2 separate regions of the Arachis hypogaea genome follow, and region 1 is linked to region 2. The links are chromatin contacts, called in public Hi-C maps. All regions are on one chromosome and are shown on one strand. The core of a region is the stretch at or near the end of the contact, and the rest is flanking DNA. Distances in the headings are between cores, read along the strand shown. Region 1 holds the start of LOC112755423 (nuclear pore complex protein NUP85). Region 2 has its middle 4.8 kb from the start of LOC112755421.

The links. A called contact is a pair of places that touch in the nucleus more often than the background predicts.
Region 1: a Hi-C map of an unstated tissue shows a contact between it and region 2, with 2.4 times the contacts expected there. The contact joins the promoter of LOC112755423 here to the enhancer-like site in region 2.

Annotation. Positions count from the first base shown.
Region 1 is chr16:142,118,046-142,121,722 of arahy.Tifrunner.gnm2.J5K5, forward strand. LOC112755423 (nuclear pore complex protein NUP85) reads left to right here and starts at 1,454. Exons shown (of 18, transcript XM_025803504.3): 1 at 1,454-2,027; 2 at 2,391-2,493; 3 at 2,615-2,725; 4 at 2,820-2,903; 5 at 3,397-3,468; 6 at 3,567-3,623. The coding sequence starts at 1,648.
Region 2 is chr16:141,989,874-141,993,753 of arahy.Tifrunner.gnm2.J5K5, forward strand. No RefSeq gene overlaps it. Among protein-coding and RNA genes, the nearest start is that of LOC112755421, 4.8 kb to the left of the region's middle. Within about 2 kb of position 1,853, at least 2 of the 3 cell types and tissues checked have open chromatin away from gene starts, as enhancers often do.

The sequences.
Region 1 (3,677 bases), core at 204-2,703, 130 kb after region 2:
AGAAGTTGTGACATTTTGTTTGTGGTAATAAAGTTTAGGGTTTGGTAAAGTTTATTGCGATATTTTTAAATTCTTGTCGTTTGGACTCAACATGCAGTATAGTCCTTATTATGTTTAAAACTTAATTATTTCTTGTTTTTCCTTTTTTTTTTTTGAAAGTTGATTTGGAATCAATCAAGTTGTTATCTAAGACAGTAATGAAGAAATGTTGCTTCATCATTGACTCGAAATTTTTGTTTAGCATGCTATTTGGAAGAATATAGTAGTGTTATTAGATAAAACATAATTTTAAAATATTATGTTCAAAATATGCACTATTATATATAATTTAATAAACATGGTTTATTAATTTGATCTAATTAAGACTATTGCTTTATTCGGATTATAATACCTTTTTAATAATGCTATTATAAAAAATAATTTAGATTAACTTATGCAAAATTTATCTCTTAATATTATAATTTTTATTATAATAATAAATTTTTAAATTTAATTAATAATTTTATTATATTAATTATTTAATTAAACAATAACAACAATCTTTACTAATAAAGTAATAAGTACTAAATTTAAAAATGTTACATCATCGTCTCCTTAACAAATGACCACCATCAATTAGGTTAGTTTGGTTTATGTATGAGTTGAGACAAGAACATAAATATTAAAAATATAGATATAATAAAATACAAAATTTTTATTTTATTTGGTAATTATACACAAAAAAAAAAACAATAAATTACAAATATTAATATTATTTTTGTCAAAAAAAAAAAGCATCACTGAAAAATAAGAGATAATGAACAAAGTCAAAAAAAAAAAGAACAAAATTAAAATTTGTATATTATAAATTGTGTTTTAGTGTCTCATCCTAAAAAAAAGACATAAAATATATGTATTTTATGTATTTTTGTGTACTACTTTTTTTATTAAAAATTTGTGTTTAATAAATTAATTGAGAGACATGTACTACCATGTCTATCAAGTGATAGACATGTCAAATAAAATTGATTATTTTTTAAAATTAAAAATGAGGCTTAAATAATCTTTAAATAAATATAAAAGATTATAGCATTTGAATTATAATTGGTTGGTTATAACATTCTCTTTATTTAAATCATTATATTTGGGCATTATTACTAAACTTAATAAAAAAAGAAAAAATGATAAATAAGTCGTTGATTTTTTGCCCCGCAGACATTTTCGTTTCTGACCATTAAAAATACTTTTAAGTCTCTGACCTTCACAAAATTTGAACGAATCAGTCCCTCCGTCCAAATGCTTTTGTCAGGTACTGATCTGTCTAAATTTTGTAAAAGTTAGAAACTTAAAAATATTTTTCAATAATTAAAGACAAAAATATCCACATGACAAAAGGTTATGAACTTATTTTTTCTCATAAAAAAATCATGTATTCTGTTTCCGTGTATACTATTTGTGACACATCAATAATTTTGAAAAAAATATTAGCCTACAAATTTCTTTTGCTTATTAATTTCATTTAATCTTTTAGCACCTAAGAAATTTGCTGCCACTCAGCACTACCCTTTTTGTCCTTTAGTCAATGGGGTTGCTTTCAGCTAAGGCTAATACTGGTTTCTTTTTTCATACAAACCCAAAACCCTAAAAATCACAGTCCTTTTTGAAATCATGTCCCGCGTCGCCTCCGACACCGTCGGCAATGGCGCTCTGGTCCCATTCTCCGAAGACACCAAAGACTCACTGGCGGTCTACCCTCTCCACCACGGCCTCGCCCCTCCAATTTCCCGCATTGCCATCTCCTGGGCCCGCGGCAACTCCCTCCGCGTCTCCCTCTTCGCCGCTCCCTCTTCAGAACATTCTCGAACCCCGCAGGATCATTCTGGAGGTAAGGTCCTCGAAGTTAAGCTTGGCGTCGGAGACCCGGAGATTTCCGATTCCCGTTGGCGCCAAATCGCGTACGGCTCCGTTGCCCCCTTTGCCCTGCTCCAGAGTCGCCGGAGTGCACTTTCGGAAATGATCAAGTCTTCTTCGCCGTATCAGATGGATTGGTAATTAACCGTTATGTGTTATAATAATGAGATTTTAGATTTCGGTTTTCGAACATTTTGCTGGAGAGTTCGTTTGTTTCTTGTATAGTAAGCAAAATTGCCTATGTAGTAGTGTTGTTAGATTCATTCTATTCAGATGATTATTTGTTTAGGTGATTATTAAGATTGAGGATGTTAGTGTTATTCATCTAATTTGGTTTATTGCACTTTCAAATTGGATGACATGGAAAATTGTTGTCTTGATTTGATCAGTTTTTTATTTGAGGACTTTCGTCCGGGTTCACCGCAATGTGGTTGTGAACTTTTGTCAATGTTAGTGTCACTAGTTGACAATAGCTTGATCATTTTTTTTCTTACAATTAGGTGGGAGAATGTGCTTGAGTATAGCAAGGACATAACTTCACTTCTCGGTGGACCAAAGTTGCCACCTGGTCCAATAATTGAAGAACGAACTGATATCGTTAAGGTGGGAAAGTAGTTTTTTCTTTAGTTTCTAAATTGTTTCACTAACTCTATGGAGTTGAGATGAGATAAATTTTGTGGGAATTTTGAATCAGGAACTAAACATTTCTTACTACTTGTTGTAGAAACGTGAGGAGCCAACATGTTTGAAAGCAGCATGGGAGTTGTTGGAAATATTTTATGCAGACAAGCAATCTCAAGCATGGTTACCTGAAAAGCTTGTTGATTGGTTAGCTGTAATAATCTATATTATATTCTTAATTGGTTTTCTAATTTCCAACTCATATCTTTTCTTAATGCTGATTATTATATGGTTGCATTTTATATCAGGATTATGACAGCCTCTTTTCAAGCACACATGAAACAGTTTATGGCAAGCTTGCTCGGTTTCAGAAGGAGCTTGTCAACATACAGGTCTGATTAAATTTCTATTCCTCTGCCTGTATTCTCTTCTTTGAATGAACGGAAAGTACTATTTTGGCTTGTATTGTCTTATGACAGTGGCCAGAAGTATGCTTAAAAAAAAAAAGAGAAAATAACATTTGAAAACTATCCGGTTGATATGGGCATGCAACATAACATGACATGGATAAACATCATGTTTTCAAAGCTATAGAACACAAACATGAAATAGATAGATATGGATAAAACACACTAAACCCCACCTATCTTTTATAATTTTTATTTTGAATGGGCCTAAGCCTAAATCTTCAAATTTAACATGTATGGATTTCAGGATGTGTTTTATTAATTCATTGTACTAAAGTTGAACATAAAGATATATCTGTAAAAAGGCAGAAACCACAGAACACCAAAAGGCTGTCTTCATACTATATATCTTATAGTTTTGTGTTTAACCAATTACTCTCAGGCTGGAGAAGTATAAATATCAAATTTGTTTGTATAGGTGCTTGAGGATGACCCTAGATATTGGGAAGTGATGTCATCTGCACTCTCAGTTGGTTGGCTTGATATTGTGGTTAGTAAAAAGCTAATGTATTTCTTTCATTTTCTTCTTCACATATATTGTTTCCTTGTAAATAAATACTGCATGTTGAAGTTGGCTTTTGTGTGCAGGTGAAAATGCTGCGGTTGCATGGATCTTATCAACTAGATCAGCTTAGTAATCGTGAGGTTGGCATCATATCATGAACATAATACTATATAGGATTACTTGTATTGGTTGTA
Region 2 (3,880 bases), core at 603-3,102:
TAAAAAAAAATCTCCAATTTCTTCTCCCTCCAATTGACTCAAATTAGTCTATCTATAACCTCATTTAATTAGGGCATTTTTATTTAAATAAGTTTTAAAAAATTATTAATTCCTAGAATACGCATAGATCGAAAGTTGGAACAAAATGTGCGTGACTAATTCAAGGACAGCATACACGAAATGGAATTACACCAGGACAGGCGCCAACGAAATGAAGTTGACAGGGTTGATGCATGTGAATTAAAGGCTCCATTTCGTTGACGTCTTTCTTAAAATGGAGTGTAATTCTATTTTATTTATGCTGTCCGTGAGATGGCCATGCAGATTTTATTACAAATTTCTATCCATTTATATTCTGAAAATTAATCATTTTCTTATACTTATTTAAATAAAAAAACCATTTGATTAGCATGTTTAATATTTAATATGTAATAAGAAGTGGATAATGAAGAGTAGTGGAGGATGCATGCATACGATGAGCAAAGACCATGGTGGAGAAGGAAAACCACAAACTGGTGCTGACCTGGTGAGAAGGAAGGCCACGAAAATCTTTGTTGAAGCGGTACTCAAGAACCCACACCACGAATCCAGAGAACACGAACGAATAACCAGTGGTCATCCATAGATCCTAGGTGAGAGGCTTCAAGAACACCCATGCACCCTTCTTGCTCTTGTCTTTCACTGCTACCCCCAATTTCTTCTTTTGCAGCAGCAAGGAGGACGATCGGCGCTAGTTCAAGGTTGTGACAGCGACCATGCTAGATAGAAACGCGGCGTTGGGGAGGATGCATAGAACGGAGCTCTTGAGGGGCAGCGACGGCGTGGGTACTTGCGTCTTGTTGGAAGAGGAGAAGACGCGACGAGAAGGTGGCTTTGTTGCGGTGACGGTGGATGAATGTAGTACTGAAAAGCTTCGTGCCGGCAATAGTGAGCGGCGTCACAGTGAAGGCAGCGCTGAGGTGGAAATGAGATGGCGATGGCACAACGGAGAAAAAGAGTCAACGATACAGTGGAGATGCGACGGCACGACGGAGAAGATGAGTATGCATTTGGGAGGCTGCTGTAAAAAAAGGGGCTAAGATTTTATGTGGGTTAAGTTTTTTTTTTTATGGTTATTAGGCCTAAAATGCATATCGTTGTTCATGTTATTTGCTTCTCTATTGTTCATCTAGCATAATCTATTTTTTTTTGGGAAAAAAGATAGATAGGTCCCTGACTTTTTAAATTTTTGACAAATACATCCCTGACAAAATTTAAATACAAAAAAGTCCCTGACTTTAACAAACGGAGGACAATTTAGTCCTTCCATCTATTTGTCTCTCATACACCAAACGGAACTGACTGACGTGGCTGAAACAGTGTCCAGGTGTCCGTTACGGTGCCACGCTGGAAGGAGAATAAAGTTCGAAGGACATATAAGTCCTTGACGTCATTTTGCAAATAAAGTTCGAAGAACAAATAGGTCCTTAAGAATTTTGTTCATTTTGCTTCTAAAAATTTATATTTTTAATAAAAGCTATTTACTTTTAAACTCTTATAAAATGTTGTTAAAATAGTTACTAACAAAACTCTTTCGAATTTTAACAATTCAAACAAGTAGATAACATTTTTTTGGACTCCGCTTCATTATTCTTTTGCAACCTTGAGAGTAATTTTGGTTTAATTGACGGTAGTTTTCTCGTCATCATTTATTTGTTTCTTTTGAGATACAAGGAAATTTGGGGCCCCTGATAAGAATTTGTTTCGTGCAAGCCCGAAAGGCTCTCATGGGCCTCCTATGGGCGCAGCCTCAGAACGGTTTATCAAGGGACCATGATTGCAAAATACCCAAAAAAAAAAAAAAAGTGACCATGATTGCAATAGATAAGGAAATCGAAAAATGTGGTTAAGACATGTGATGTAATGGCAAAGATGTTTGCCTCAAATGAAGCCACACCAGGATCCAATCCTAGTGAAGGTGCTAGGTTAGTGTGTGTGAGAAATATGTGTGTGTTGTATGACAAAAAAAAAGGAAATTAAAAACTAACTTAGCTCGATCGAATAGTCAGCTTATTTATTCGTTTAAATAATAGTTGGAAGTTTGAATAATATTTTATCTATATATTAAGTTAAATTTATTGGCCAACAATAAATACATAATTAAAATTTAGATCTTCGATAAATTAATCACTAATTTGTTATTCCATTCTTTTTTGTAAAATTTCAGAGGATAATTATGACAACATTCTTAGCTTTGCTGAACTCATATAAAAGATTTAGTGGTCAATAGATCAATTTGGATAAATCAACAGTATTTTTTTAGTAATAACACTCCTTCCTCCATTCGAATTCTTGTGGCAGGCAAACTAAATATCCACCATATTGGAGCTCAGGACAAATATTTGGAACTTCTTTCTTTTATTCACAAGTTTAAAAGAGAAACCTTTAATGAAATTAAGAAGAAGTTAAGGAAGAAGGTTAACGGATGGCAGCAAAATTTATTATCAACAGAAGGCAAGCAGATTTTATTAAGAGCAGTTGGTAAGACAGTGCTAGTTTACACACTCTCTTTCTTTAAATTATCGGACACTTTACTGTCTGAAATTCACATTATTTTGACAAATTTCTGGTGGGGTCAGAGAGGTAATGAAAGGCATATGGCCTGGATTAGCTGGAACCAAATGACATGGCCAAAAAGGGAAGGAGGTCTTGATTTTAAAGATCTTAGAGCTCAAAATCTAACTTTACTAGACAAGCAATTTTGGCAAATCACAACAAAATTTCAATCTATTCTAGCTCAGATATATAGGGAGAAGTACTATAGATATGATAACTCAATGAATGCTGAATCAAAAAACTCACCTTCGTGGGGATGTCGGAATATGTTGGAGGACAAAAAAGTTGTTGAGAAAGGCCTCAATTGAAAAGTAGGTTCCAGCTCTACAATCCAAATAATTGCTGACCCTTGGCTACCTCCTCCATATCTAATGAGCATTGCTCTTGAAATGATCTCACATTCTAATCCTGGTCAACATATATGGACTAGGGACTTATTGACATAAAACAGAAAATGGAAATAGGACATATTAAATAAAATCTTTCCATCTGAAGTTAGAAGCAGAATCCAATCAATTAAGCCAGTAGAAGGGGAAGATGTTCTGCAATGGTCCCTCAACAAATTCAAATCGTATGATGTGGCTTCGGGCTATCAGATAGCATACTAATTTTTTTATGCAAAGCCAGAAATAGAACTTGGAGAGAATCCAATTACCTCAGTTTGTAAAGATCTCTGAAAGTGAAGACTTCTTCACAAAGTCTACATTTTTATTTGAAAATACTTTCACAAACGGATACCGGTCATATCTCTTCTTCACCGGCGATTCCCTTTCACAAGCCCCAACTGCCCAAGATGTCAAATGGAGGAAGAAACCATTAATTACTGCCTTACCCAATGCTCTGAATCGAGGATCTTCTGGGAGCAGAGTCCATTCAATGCAAACATCATCAACCACAACTTCACAAGCTTCCGTCAATGGTGAAAAGTGTCACTGTCAGCATTGTAAGGTAGACATAAAGGTGGGAGAAAGGTAGATATTTTAGCATGTTTTTGTTAGAATATTTAGAAGGCAAAAAATAAATTAATATTCGAGAATCAGAGCTCAAATCTAATAAAAATTTACACTGCTTTGTTGAGATTAATTAGTGAAAAACTAAATCCATCGGTCAATTTTCTTTGACCCACTTTTTACTTTATCTTTTCTATTCTCTCTCTTATCTTTATTGCTTTTTCCTTTCAATAGTATTATTAATGTATTGAGGCAATTTAGTGTCTACCAAACAAATTCTATCTTTTTTTATTGTCCTATAACTTAGACAAATATTTACTCATTTTTTAATGAAT